Regions from separate parts of the Callithrix jacchus genome. Here region 2 is linked to region 1. A link is a contact called in public Hi-C data. All regions are on one chromosome and are shown on one strand. The core of a region is the stretch at or near the end of the contact, and the rest is flanking DNA. Distances in the headings are between cores, read along the strand shown.

Region 1 (6,983 bases), core at 3,345-5,844:
GGAAACAGTATTTCACAGAGCCTAGAAATGCAGTTCTGGAGGCTGGGTCAGTAGTTCATGCCTATATGCCCAGCACTTTGAGAGGCCGAGGCAGGGGAATTGCTTGAGTCCAGCGATTTGAGACCAGCGTGGGGAACATAGCGACATCCCACTTTTTTTTTTCTTTTTTGAGGTAGAGGCTCCTGCAGTCACCCAGGTTGGTATGCAGAGGTGCAATCATAGCTCATTGCAGCCTCCAACTCTTAGAGATCTCATATTTGAGGTAAAATGAAAAAAAAAATAGCCAGGTGTGGTGGTGTGTGCCTGTAATCCCAGCTACTCAGGAGGCTGAGGCAGGAGGATTGCTTGAGCCCAGGAGTTTGAGGCTGCAAATGAGCTGTGATTGCCACTGCACTCCAGCCTGGGTGATAGAACGAGATCCAGTCTTTAAAAAGAAAGGAAAAGTGGGAGCAGTGGCTCATGCCTGTAATCCCAGCATTTAGGGAGGCCGAGGTGGTTGGATCACCTGAGGTTGGGAGTTCTCGACCAGCCTGGCCAATGTGGTGAAACCCTGCCTCTACTGAAAAATCAGCTGGGCGTGGTATTGCATGCCTGTAATCCCAGCTATTCAGGAGACTGAGTCCGGAGAATCACTTGAACCCAGGAGGCGGAGGTTGCAGTGAGTCGAGATAGAGCCACCCTACTCCAGCGAGAGCATGACAGAGTGAGGCTCTGTCTCAAAAAAAAAAAAAAAAACAAAAAAGAAAAATGCAGGTTCCAAGTTTAAATCTCTGCTCAGTCACTCAGTACCCATGGAGCCTCGGGGCATTGTTCAGACTCTCGGACGGCTGCTCTGCCGTGATGAGTGTTAGTGGGATTACGTTTGGGTTTGAGTGTGTGTGCGCTGAATTCAGCTCCTCCAGGCCGTCTTTCTAAATACCAGCCACGTCCTCTATTTCCATCAGTATCCTAGTCACAGTGTGTCCCTCTATCTTTTTGATCATGGTATTTCGTTTCAGTTTCCTCCACTAAAGGTCAGCTCCACTGGGGCAAGGGGTTTTGTTCTGTTTGTTGCTGTGTCCCTGGCACCTGGTACATAGTAGGTGGTGAATAAATATTGAATAGATGAATGCAGTGCTGTGTCTATATGCTATGTGGGGAAAGGTGGGCACTGGCAGAACACCAGGAGTTCCTAGAGGGCTGAGCTCTCAGTTCTGGTCTCTGTCCCCAGCTGTACACAACGCTTGCTTTCACCATCTTCTTCTTTTTTTTTTTTTGGTGAGAGTCTCACTCTGTCTCCCAGGCTGAAGTGCAGTGACGTGATCATGGGTCCCTGCAGCCCCGATTTCCTGGGCTCAAGCGATGCTCCCACCTCAGCCTCCCAAACATCTGGGATTACAGATGTGAGCCACTGTGCAGGGCCTTGATTTTGTAGAAATGTTGACATTCTGAGACTCACTGTCTCTTGTATCAAATTCAAGGGGGAGGTGGACTGGTTTATACTAAGCCTTCTTCCTAATCTACAGTTCTAGAATCTAGTCTTACATCTAATCCCCTCTTTAATACATTTAAGATTTTTTTTTTTTTTTTTGAGATGGAGTTTCGCTCTTGTCATCCAGACTGGAGTGCAATTGGCACTATCTCGGCTCACTGCAACCTCTGACTCCCAGGTTCAAGCAATTCTGAGGAGCTGGGACTACAGGTGTGTGCCACCATGCCCAGCTAAGGATTTATTTTTGTTTTTATTTCTTTTTTTAGAGACGGGTGTTGCTGGGATCCTCCAGCCAGTCTCCTAAGTAGCTGGGACTACAGGCTCACACTACAGTGCTAGGCTCATTCAACTTTTACTGAGCACCTACTGTGTGCCAGCCACTATTCTAGACCTGACCCTGCCCTCATGGAGCTCAGACCCAAGAAGGAAGGCAGGCAGAATCCAGAAAGCTCATTTAATGCTTTCTTTCTTTCCTTCTCTCTCTCTCTCTTTCTTTCTTTTTGAGACAGAGTCTTGCTCTGTTGCCCAAGCTGGAGTGCAGTGGCATGATTTTGGCTCACTGCAACCTCCTCCTGGGATTACAGGGGCGCACGACCACGCCCACCTAATTTTTGTATTTTTGGTAGAAATGGGATTTCACCATGTTGGCCTGGCTGGTCTCCAACTCCTGACCTCAAAGTGATCCGCCCACCTCAGCCTCCCAAAGTGCTGGGATAATAGGTGTGAGCCACCATGGCCTGCCCTCCTTTAATCTTGACTGCCTTTCTCCCTAGTCTCTCTGAGTCCGAGGATAGAATTTTAGTCTTCACAGTCTGAAATCACCCTCGGGGATCTGTCTGTTTATACGGGGATCCTGCTCCCTCACCAGCCCCCGCTGGGTTTGTAGGTTGCTGCTGCCCCAAAGCCTGGCCACAGTGCCCAGCACATAGTAGGCACTTGGGAAGCATATGTAAAATGAGCTAATAAATACAATGATGGCGCAAAAGCAGGCTCTTCGCGAACGAGATCTCGGAATCCTGGGTGTGTGTCATTACCCATTTTGCAGATGAGGACATTGACTCAGGAAGGCAAAGCTGCCTGCCGGCCCCGCAGCTCAGTGATAGGTGGCTATGGGATGTAGCAGAAGCAGCAAGGGTGGACCCCAAAAGCGTTCCCAATTCCCCCTACCCCCACCCCACAGGCAGGAGAGACACAGCAGCGTTTGCACAGATGGGGGTGGGTGGGCACCGGGGACAGAGGGACAGTGCAAAGCGACTTAGGGGTGTCTCCTTCTCAGTCCCCAGGGCTGGAAGTGCTGTGCTGGTGAATTAGGAAATGCTTGGCGTTGATGGGGACGCTTCCGGCGCCCTGTCCCCAGTTCTGGAAGCTGAGGCTCCGGGGACCCTGTTTTGCTGAAGCTGGGCAGCTCCAGGCTCCAAAGCCGGGAAGAGAGACCCCACGCATAACCGGGAATCCCCGACATCTGGGATTCTCTCCAAACACCCACAGCCTGATGACCGGGCCGAAGCCCTACAGGGCGTACGGTGGGGGTGGGGGTACGGCTTTCCTGGGGAGCCAGGGAACCCCGTACCGTCCTGGCCCCCTCCCTCCACGGCACTGGGTCCCCCTCCCCACCGCAGCTCGCAGCCCCAAGCTTACCTTGCGGGGGGGGGCTGGGGAGGGGATGCCCTGCCCTCTCCGGCCTGGGGGGCGGGAGGGGACGGGGGTGTCCAGACCCTTTGTTTGCTGGTGTGAGTGTGTATGTGTGTGTGCGATTGTGAGAGCCGCCGGGGTGTGGGTCCGTGCGCGCGCGTGCTCGGGCTGTGACGGCCTCTGATGTGCTGGACTGCCAGGGTGGAGAGTAAGAGGGAGGGGGAGGAGGGGGGACTCCCCCGCCGCTGCCCGCCCACTCGCGGGTTTGAATGAAGCGCGAGGAGGAGGGGCTGCGGCGGGAGGGCGTTTTTGTCCGATGGCCCCTCCCACTCAATGCACCGGGAAATCCCCCCACAACTGGAGACCTTCGCTCGCTCTCTCCAGGCCGCGCCTCCAACGTCTGCTCCAGGGGAGACTAGGAAGAGGCGCCCCTCACCCGGGTGGCTGGAGCTCCTCCTATCCAGCCTGCCCCACGACGGAGCACCCGTTAATCTGAGATAATCCTAGCCCGAGGCTGCAACACGGCCTGTTATCCCGGTATCAAAGCGTGGATTGGGTTGCATGAAAGTGTGAGGCTGGGGCCCGGCATGCTTAAAGTAATGGAGTCCTTAGAGCTCTGGCGGAGGAAGGGGACCCCCAGACGAACGGGGAGGGGCTACGCGTGGCCCTAGACTGTGACGACAAGGAAAGCCCCCTTCCACCCCTCCACGATCCCCCACCACCGAGCGCGGGGCCAGGAGTACGCGCTGCGGCCTAGACTCTAGCGACACCCAGCGGCCACGAGGGGAGGGGCGCCGAGATCCGCTGGGGGGGGTCTCCCGGAGATTTTGTGTGTGTGTGTGTGTGTGTGTGCGTGCGCGCGCGCGCGCGCGCGAGTCCTCGCTGCGAATGGCAGGAGCTGGAGGACGAGGAGAAGGCTGTTGTCCGAGGGGGGGAAACCCCAGCTTCCCAGGCGGGGCCACAATCTCCACTCCAGGTTTAACCCCGCAAGGGGAGGGCCATACTGCCCTCGATTTAGACACCCCCAGGGCAGGTCAGTCCTCCTCGAACTGAGACAGTCAGAGTCATCAAGCGCCCCTCTCAAGCGCAGGCTTAGGTCCCCGTTTACGAGGGGCGGGGGAGAGCCTTCCCCCTTGTCCCTACCCCTTGCAGACGTCACTGCGGCGTGGCTGAGGGGACAGTCCTCTCTGCCTCATCAACCGTCCTCTCGCTGCCGCCCCAAACGCCCACCGCGGGGCGTTGGGAGATGAGGAGGGCTTGGAGTTGTAGCGCCCACACGTATGCCCCCGCCCCGAGGAGGCCTAGCTGAGACCCAGCGCCCAAAGAGGTAGTCTCTGCGAGAACTCCTGGGGTCCGGAACACTTGCGCAGGGCCCTTTAAGGCAGGCTCGGTAGCCAGTGCCGCTGCCGCGGTTACTAAGGATGTGACGTCACGGGAGGGCGGGGTTGCCCGCAGTCGGGCGGAAGCGGAAGGGGCGGGGCTCGCTCGCCGAGTCTCCAGCTCTGCCGCCACCGCCACCACCCGAGCCGGAGCGGGGCTGGGCTGCCGAGGCAAGATGGTGGACTACAGCGTGTGGGACCACATTGAGGTGTCTGATGATGAAGACGAGACGCACCCCAACATCGACACGGCCAGCCTCTTCCGTTGGCGGCACCAGGTAAGGCGCGCTCGCCCATCCTTTTCCCCACTCCGGGGGAAGTTGTGATCCCCGATACTGCCCAGGGACCCCGCTGTTCACACCTAGGATTCTCACTCCCATAGTCTGGACTTTCAGAAGCCACGATTAAACTCCGGGACCCCAGTACCGCGGGGACTCTGAGTCCCTGCCCGGGATCTCCACCACCCCTCACCCCCACGCTCCAATTTTTTCGTGGGATTCCCTATTCACCCCGTAGAAGTTCTTCATAGTTTAGACTCCCCTAGAGCAGTCTTGGGGGGAATCTCCCTAATTCTGTCTGGGACCTAACGTTTACACCGAGAACTCTGCCTCGAGGTTTGGACCCCAAATTCTTCTGGATGATCCTGATCCTATTCGGGTATCCACTTACTATCTGGAATCTCCGATCGCCCCCTCCCCCACCTCTATAGTTTGGAACCCCAGTACTTTGGTCTGTCCTGGAATCTACTTTCTGGGATCTTGATCCCAGGTTCCCATTCAGATCCGGAGTCATCGCTCCTTTTCTAAACAGAACAAGGAACTCTGTGCTACCCTGATATTCTTGTTTCTGGCCTGGGACTCCTGCCCACACTCAGAACCCCCTTCCTAGAGTGTAGACCCTTGCCCCCTTAGGGTCTTTAGTCTCACCAAGGACTTGGGTTTTGGAACCTGGTTCCCGTCTGGATCTAACTACCAGCTCCACCCCGATGGAGCCTCACATTCCAGCCTCTCCTTTGGCCTCTGGTAGAGGCATTTCCCATTATACCAGGAAATCCTGCCCTCGTGGCTTCCGGTCCAGCCAGAGCCCCTGCCCCTACTTGGTATTGCCGACTCTGTCACCACCCACCTCCCAGACTGGCTTCCTGCATGAGCTTCAGCCAGTATTGGAAACTTTCCCCTAACTCAAGCCCAGGATCCCAAACCCACCCCACCTTATGTCCCCAGCCTGATGAGCTACTCTCTGATATCTAAATTGTCCCTGCTCTTATCCAGGGAGTCTCCTGGTCTGATTCTAAATTCACTAACCCTTCTTCTGTCTGTCTGCCCACAACAGAACCCCCAAATCCAGACTCCAGAATACCTGGGTGATCCATATTCTACCACCCCCTCAGTGCTCACAAGCCAATGAGGTGACTAAGACTTAAAGGTTTAACCTCTTGCTCCTCCAAATCAGAGCGCCTGCATCCACTTACCAGTGTCTGTTGTACTCTTTTTTTTTTTTTTTTGAGATGGTGTTTCTTGTCACCCAGGCCGGAGTGCAATGGCGCTGTCTTGGCTCACTGCATCCTCTGCCTCCCAGGTTCAAGTGATTCTCCTGCCTCGAGTCTCTTGAGTAGCTGGGATTACAGGCACGCGCCACCATGAGAGGCTTATTTTGTATTTTTAGTAGAGACGGGGTTTCTCTATGTTGATCAGGCGGATCTTGAACTCCCTACCTTAGGTGATCCACCCTCCCAAAGTACTGGGATTACAGGCATAAGCCACTGTGCCCAGCCATGTTGTACTCTTAAACTAGAGGCATATACCTCTCAGAACCTTCTAGTGAGGCTCTCTTACCCCGTCCTCCCATAGGCCAACTCCCCATCATTTATCCAGAAACAACCAGAAGGTCCCTTCTCCATCCTTCCAGAATACACCAGAATATGACATTAGTTTCTTCATCTGGCTCCCAGTCCCACCTCCAGACCTATTCCTTAAATCCTGAGTCTCCTGGGTAGTGTACCTGCCAAGCAAGCCACTGGAGTGTGGGAAGAAAGTTCTAGCGCTTCTATTTCTTGCTGTGTGTAACATTTTATTATGAAATATTTAAAACTTCTGCAAAGCTCCAAAGACTATTCTTGGGAAGACCTATTTCTGTCACATAAAGAGGTTAATCTTTACTACTGTGGAGAATGGTTTGGTCCTGCCGGGTGGGAGGGCCCCCTCCTGCAGCGTAGTATACCTGCCACACCCTCCTCCGTCTGGCACGGAGCTTTCCCTGTCCTGCCACTGAGAACCCAGTGGCCGTAGTGGTGCTTAAGGGAGGCAGGGGGCTTCAGTGTCTCCAGCATAGGTTCAAGGGCAGGCAAGCTTGGGTTCCAATCCCAGCCCTGCCCCTTGCTGCTTATTTCTTTGATGCGGCAAGACTCAAAAGAAACCCCTTTGAGGCCGTGTGAAACCTGGGATAATATGGCCCCACCTCTTGTGAGATCTTTCTTAAGAATGAATTAAGACTGGGTCAGG
Region 2 (7,213 bases), core at 3,953-6,452, 150 kb before region 1:
TCCAGCCCTCTGGGAGACTGAGGCGGCGGATCACGAGGTCAGGAGATTGAGACCGTGTTGGCTAACATGGCGAGAAATCCTGTCTCTACTAAAAATACAAAAAAATTAGCCAGGTGTGGTGGCATACACCTGTAGTGTCAGCTACTTGGGAGACTGAGGCAGGAGCATCGCTTGAACCCAGGAGGCGGAAGTTGCAGTGAGCCGAGATCACGCTACTCACTCCAGCCTGGGCGACAGGGCGAGATTCTGTCTTAAAAAAAAAAAAAAATCTGGCCGGGCGCAGTGGCTCACGCCTATAATCCCAGCACTTTGGGAGGCCGAGGCGGGTGGATCACGAGGTCGGCAGATTGAGACCATCCTGGTCAACATGGTGAAACCCCGTCTCTACTAAAAATTACAAAAAATTAGCTGGGCACGGTGGCGTGTGCCTGTAATCCCAGCTACTCAGGAGGCTGAGGCAGAAGAATTGCCTGAACCCAGGGGGCGGAGGTTGCGGTGAGCCGAGATCGCGCCATTGCACTCCAGCCTGGGTAACGAGCGAAACTCCGTCTCAAAAAAAAAAAAAAAAATTAGCTGGGCATGGTGGTGCGCGCCTGTAGTCCCAGCTACTCGGGAGGCTGAGGCAGGAGAATTGCTTGAACCCAGGAGGCGGAGGTTGCGGTGAGCCGAGACTGTGCCATTGCACTCCAGTCTGGGTAACAACAACGAAACTAGGTCTCAAAAAAAAAAAAATCTGTATTTAAAAACAAAAAACAAACCAACCAAAAACACCAGCCTGGGCAACATGGTGAAACCCAATCTGAACTAAAAATACAAATTAGCTGGGCGTGGTGGTGCGTCCTTAGTCACAGCTACTCCGGAGGCTGAGGCGGTTGGATCACTTGAGCCCGGGAAGTTGAGGCTGCAGTGAGCTGTGATCTCGCCACTGCACTCCAGCCTGGGTGATGGGAGTGAGACCGTGTCTCAAAAATAAATAAAAATTAACTATTGTCTCCGGCCCCAAACCATAGGTGTCCCTACAGCAGGGGCTGCCTGGCATGCTCTCCGCTCTGGCACCTCTAGGTGGTGCCAAATAAATCTTTGAGCGAAGACCTCTGAGTCCCTGTCTGTCTGCGACTCTGTCCTCCCAGGCCTTCTCACGTGGCAACTGCAGGCTCCTTTCCTCCTGGCTCAGTGTGAGCCAGGCAGGGTGATCCCTTCCTCTTCTACCCCGTCTCCCCATCTCCCTTTCTTCACTGTGCTTTACGCTAATATTATTTAGTTGCTTGAATGTGCGCGTGCAGCACCCAGAACGCTCCCTGCACACAGGAAAAGATGAGTTAATGAAATAAAGCGCCCAGCGTGTAGTAAGGGCCAATCAATGTCTATTAGTAGTGGAACCCCAGATTGGGTGGCCCCAGCCCTGCCTCCCTTCCCCCAGGAGGCGCCGAGGTCCCGGAGCAGCCCGCTCCACCCTGTCCTTGACCTTTCTCCCTGGGTCAGTTAAACCGACCGTCTTTCCCGCTCTACCCTGTCCTTGACCTTTCCCCCTGGGTCAGTTAAACCGACCGTCTTTCCCGCCCGCCGAGTACATTTGAAAACCGAAAACCCCGCCATTGCTGGCAGGCCACCGGTTGCCGCGCTCTGACCAAACAGGAGCGACGTCTTTCACCCCGAGCCCGAAATTACCCCGGCGACGCCAATCCATTGGTTACGCAGGTCCTGTGGGCGGAGCACCGTAAGGTTGCGCCACAGGCAAAGCGGCATCGTTACACAGTAGCGAATTTGTAAGAAAACAAATCCCCGGAGTTCGGGGCGGGGCCGGGAGCACGTTGGCTCCGCCCCCTGGCGGCTGCCCTGGCTGCTGCGGCGGCGCAGGCTCAGAGCAGACCCCGCCCGGCTAGGAGGAGGGAGGGTGAGTTGGGGGGAGACCCGGCCCCCAAGGGGCGGGCGCCGGGCAGGGCCCCGCGGGCGGCCGAGGGTTGGGCCGGACTCCCGGCCCCCCACCGGGGGCCGGCTGACAGGGGGAGGAGCCCGCTGGGAGGGCCGGGGTCTCGGGCTGGGGAGCCGGGCCGGGAGTGCAGCGCAGCGAGGCGCACCGCGGCCGCGCCCCGGGAGGGCTGTTCGGGCCAGCGCCCGCCGGCTCCTCGGTGCTGACGGCGCCTGGCTGGGGCGGGGTGGGGGACTTCGCAGGCCGTCATTGTCGACATGCTGCTGGAGGAGGTCTGCGCCGGCGACCGGCTGAGTGGGGCCGCGGCCCGGGGCGACGTGCAGGAGGTGCGCCGCCTTCTGCATCGCGAGCTGGTGCATCCCGACGCCCTCAACCGCTTTGGCAAGACGGCGCTGCAGGTGAGGCCGGGCTGGCTCAAGTCAGGGGCGGGGCGGGGCGGCTCAGCGAGGTGAGTGTTGAGACCCCAGAGCCCCTCTCCTCTGGTCTCTTGGCCCTGGTGGTGCAACCTACTGGGGACCGGTCCTTCTTCTCTAGGCTTTTATTGTTCCCCCATGGTCCCCTTTCGAAGGTGGGTGGTGGGTGAGGCTAGGTTGGAGGGGGAGGGGATAGCTTTCCAGATTCTTCTCTGGGAGGATTCCTGGTTCTCTGAGTGCAGGGGATTCTTTTTCTCTGGGGAGGTTTTCTATTCCGTGGGTTCAGCTTCTTTGGATGCCTTTTCCCTGGGGACGGCTCACATTTTTGGGGGCTTCTATGGGAAGATCCGATCTCTGGAAGGAGAGGTCCGGTCTCCAGGGGTTCCTCATTTTGTAGGGGGCTCTCTGAGACATATTTGGTTACTTGGGGGTGGGATCTTAATTCCCAAAGTTTATGCGGATCTTTGGTATAGTGTGGGGGCCCCGGAGGAGAAACAGTGTCAGATTGTAAGAGTCCCTATATTCCCTTGGGAGACGTGTTACAGAGGAGTCTCCTTTCTCTTACTGCTTTTGGAATCCTCCTTTCCTTTCTTTTCTCTCTCTCTCTCTTTTTTTTTTTTTTTTTAATTTTTTTTTTTATGGAAGCTGGAGTGCAGTGGCACGATCTTGGCTCCCTGCAACCTCCACCTCCCTGGTTCAAGCGATTCTCCACCCTCAGGCTCCCGAGTAGCTGGGATTACAGGCCCCTGCCACCACGCCTGGCTAATTTTTGTATTTTTAGTAGAGGCGGGGTTTCGCCAAGTTGGCCAGGCTGATCTTGAACTCTTGACCTCAGCTGATCCACCCTCTTCAGCCTCCCAAAGTGCTAAGATTACAGGCGTGAGCCCTGCACTGGTCAGAATCCTGTTTTTTGAAAGGAGCTCTCAGGTACCCTGAAGTGACATCATCATTATATAGGAGGAGGCTATTTCCTGGAGAATGGCGGTGGGGTTCACTTTTCTTTGGCATCTCTTTTTCCTTTTGAGGACTGTCAAGTTCTTTGGGGTAGTTCTCAGTCTCTTGGGGCCCATTTCCTGGAGGGGATTTTATATTTCCTGGTGATTGCCCATATCTGGGGTGTCTTTGGTCCCTTGGAGGAGAGTCAGGTTCCTTGAAAATTTCCATGGGGGCTGTTCTCTGGGTTGGGGGACTGATATTATTCTTAAGGGAGTGACCAGCTTCTGGCGGGTTGGGGTGAGGACAGGCGGTGGGGGGGTGGGGGGGCGGGGAGGAAAGGGTTCTCTATTCCCAGGAGAACTTTTTCTCTGCGTTCTCAAACAGTTCCCAGGGGGCTTATGCAGCTTCCCCGTTCACTAGAGGACCCCTCCTCTGGCATATCCTGTTCCTAGGAGATGCCTCTTTCTGGATGACCCTTCTCTCTCCAGTGACCCCTTTTTTGGAACCCCTTCCCTCGAAGACCTCCTGATCCTCTGTCCCTCACACAGGTCATGATGTTTGGCAGCACCACCATCGCCCTGGAGCTGCTGAAGCAAGGTGCCAGCCCCAATGTCCAGGACACCTCTGGTACCAGTCCAATCCATGACGCAGCCCGCACTGGATTCCTGGATACCCTGAAGGTCCTAGTGGAGCATGGGGCTGATGTCAACGCGCCTGATGGCACCGGGGCACTTCCCATTCATCTGGCGGTGCAAGAAGGTCACACTGCTGTAGTCAACTTTCTGGCGGCTGAATCTGATCTCCATCGCAGGGATGCCAGGGGGCTCACACCCCTGGAGCTGGCACTGCAGAGAGGGGCTCAGGACCTCGTGGACATCCTGCAGGGGCACATGGTGGCCCCGCTGTGATCTGGGGTCACTCTCTCTAGCAAGAGGACCCCATGGGGTTATATATCAGGAGAGAGGGGAAGAAACACTTTCTCTTCTTGTTTCTCCTGCCCACTGCCGCAGCAGGGGAGGAGCACCAGTTTGTGGCTTATAGGTGTTGGTTTTGGGGGTGTGTGTGTGTGTGTTTGGGGGACGTTTCTCATTTGTTTTTCTCACCCCTTTTGGTGTGTTGGACAGAGAAGGGCTCCGCAGTCCACAGCCACCTAAACGGTTCAGTTTCTTCTGTGCCTCAGACAAGGCAAGGGCCGAGCATTTAAGAGTGAGGTCGTCATTTCCAGAGCTCCTGGAACCTGGTGACCTTGGCCAGCTGTGCTCAGAGACCTGAAGTGACGTTGCTTCAGGCATGGGGGTGGGAGAGCGTCCTAAATCAATAAGAAGGTAGCATGAGTTTATATTCTGTTGGAAGCTTGTTTTCCAGTCTCTTGTACAGCGTTTTAAAAGAAATGGATTCTATTTATTATGCTTTATTGGAAAAAATGTTGTGTGTAATAATTTAATGTTTTTACCCATTAAATTAAGATTTGTGCATGATCACAGCGCGGGTGGCTTCTGATTTTTGAGTCTGGGAAGGGGGGTCACACATCTTGGATGTTGATGGGGATGAGGACGGAGGTCGAGGATCGTGGATGCCGTGGGTGAGGGGAGAGAATAGTAATTCCCAGGGCGCCTGGGGTGAGTGAGCTGGGTGGGGCAGCGGTTTTCTCTGTCGGAACGGAAGGGAAGCAGGAAACCGCGAGTGGAGAAAGGGCCCCCAGATGTCAGCTGGGTGCCCCGAGCTCCGGGGGTGGGGCGGGTGGGCGGTGGCCGCGGTCCTTTCCCTCAGGGGCGTAGCCGTGGGTGGTGACTGCGGTCCAGAGGCGAAAGAGGTCCCAGAGAAGCCAGGGGCGGGGTTAGGCGCGGTCCGCCTTCTTTAAAGGTGGATGTGGGCGGGGCCGCCCTCGCTCCCGCCCTCATGGACTTCCTCAATGCGCATGCGCAGTGGGCCACAGAGCCGCCATGCCGGAACCGCGGGGATCGTCGCAGTTGCGGGTGAACGCGGCGTTTGCCGCGCGGTACAACCGCTACCGGGAGCGCGAAGAACTGCAGCGGCGTGAGTGTGGAGCGCATGCGCGCGGGAACCTACGCGCGCTGGACGGTTGGGAAGTGGGGAGTCGATCTGGCCCGCCGGCTGACCCGGGGGGCATTCCGTTTGTGCCCCGCAGTGAAGGATCGCTACGGGGACCGGGACAGCGGCGGCGACTCTAGCTCCGAGTCGGACTCCAGTGACGAGCGCGTGGTGCGTGTCCCCTTCCCGTCCTGGGCATGCAGAGGAGTCCAAGCCACCTACCGACCCCAACGTAGATGCGGGGGTTAACCCTCAACCCCAGGGCGCTCTGCCGGAGCGTCCAGCCGCGGCCCCCCATCCCATGAGGGACGGAAAGCTCCCTTCCTCTGCCCATGGGAGCCAAATCCCCCCCTATTTTCCCTCCCCTGCCACGATCCACCTGCCGACTTTGATTTTGGGGCGACTCCTCGGTCCCTCAAGAACCCCCTTCCCCTTTCATCCTCAAGAGTCTAGCCATTTTTCAGTGTACGCCTTGTGCCACGTGGGGCGCCCAACTTCTGCCCACATCAACCCTGATTTTGGCCCCACTGTGCGGCCTGGCCCAGCCACTGCCCGCTGTCTCCCTTGCGCCCTCAGCCCACCTGCTCCTTGTCAAGTCCTTGTCTTCCCCAGGAATTACCTTCTTGCCCCTCGCCTTCCTTTATCCATATCCTGTACACCTGTGGCCTGCCCTTGCCCACCCCAAGAGGGCCCCTCCCTCCTGCTGTTTGACACCTGCCTCTCTCCCCAGCCAGATCCTCCCTCCCTCCATCCTAATCCCTACGCTGAGCTCACCTGCTGGTGCCAGAGCTCTTACTACTGCCTTCTAAAGTCTGTCCCCAACCCTTTTCCTGCCCTAGGAATTTGACCCCCAGCAGGAGCGGGACTTTTACAGAACGCTCTCCTTGTTGAAGAAGAAGGACCCCCGCATTTATCAGAAAGATGCCACCTTCTATCAGAGAACAGGTCTGGGGGCATGCCTGTCAGCCTCTCCTTCATTTCGCGGGAATGGAATCCTGGGTCCTTTCCTGTGTGGATTCAGAGAAGTGTCTTGAATTCTCTCAGCATCTTTTCCTGTCTGTAAAGTATATCTAATTGTACCAACAGCCCTGAGGGTAGATTTAAGGATAGATTGGGATTTACCCAGTTTACACAATTCATCTGTTGTGATTATTGAATGAATTGCTTCACAAGTCCTTAGCAAGAGCCTAGGTTATTACCTGGTGGTGGGATAATGACTGTGTGCTTGGCACTGTTCATGGTGGGAGTTGCTGACTGAGTGATTCCAACTCCACTAGGCTGGGCAGATTGTTCACACCTCTGATCCCAGCACTTTGGGAGGCTGAGGTAGGAGGGTCACTTGAGGCCAGGAGTTTGAGACAAGTGTGGGCAACATAGCAAGACCCCATTTTTTTTCTCTTGGAGACAGAGTCTTGCTCTGTCACCCAGGCTGGAGTGCAGTGGTGCAGTCTCGGCTCACTGCAGCGTACACCTCCCAGGTTCACACAATTCTCCTGCCTCAGCCTCCCGAGTAGCTGGGATTACAGGCGCCCCCACCAAACCTGGCCAATTTTTCAATTTTTAGTAGAGATGGGGTTTTACAATGTTGACCAGGCTGGTCTTGATCTGGCTGGTCTCAAACTCCTGACCTTGTGATCTGCCCACCTCAGCCTCCCAAAGTGCTGGGATTACAGGCGTGAGCCACTGCATCTGGCTACAAGACCCCATTTTTACAAAAGATACAGAACTTAGCTGGACATGCTGGCATGTGCCTAGTGTCCCAGGTATTTGGGAGGCTGAGGTGGGAGGATTGCTTGAGACCATGAGTTTGAGCTGCAGTGAGCTGTGAGTTAGGATCTTGACACTGCACTCCAGCCTGAGCAACAGACTGAGACCCCAACTC

Evidence for each region. A called contact is a pair of places that touch in the nucleus more often than the background predicts.
Region 2: a contact with region 1 is called in a Hi-C map of skeletal muscle, with 5 times the contacts expected there. The contact joins the promoter of KRI1 here to the promoter of CDC37 in region 1. A contact is called at or near these places in 2 of 3 Hi-C or Micro-C datasets (both in skeletal muscle).

The regions. Positions count from the first base shown.
Region 1 is chr22:9,592,966-9,599,948 of calJac240_pri, reverse strand. CDC37 (cell division cycle 37, HSP90 cochaperone) reads left to right here and starts at 4,594. Exons shown (of 8, transcript XM_002761731.7): 1 at 4,594-4,760. The coding sequence starts at 4,659. The region is part of intron 1 of PDE4A (phosphodiesterase 4A); the gene reads right to left.
Region 2 is chr22:9,741,789-9,749,001 of calJac240_pri, reverse strand. KRI1 (KRI1 homolog) reads left to right here and starts at 5,202. Exons shown (of 20, transcript XR_013531050.1): 1 at 5,202-5,316; 2 at 5,429-5,502; 3 at 6,171-6,276. It overlaps CDKN2D (cyclin dependent kinase inhibitor 2D), which reads left to right and starts at 1,862. Exons shown (of 3, transcript XM_002761733.6): 1 at 1,862-1,894; 2 at 2,173-2,328; 3 at 3,828-4,762. The coding sequence starts at 2,188. The coding sequence ends at 4,187.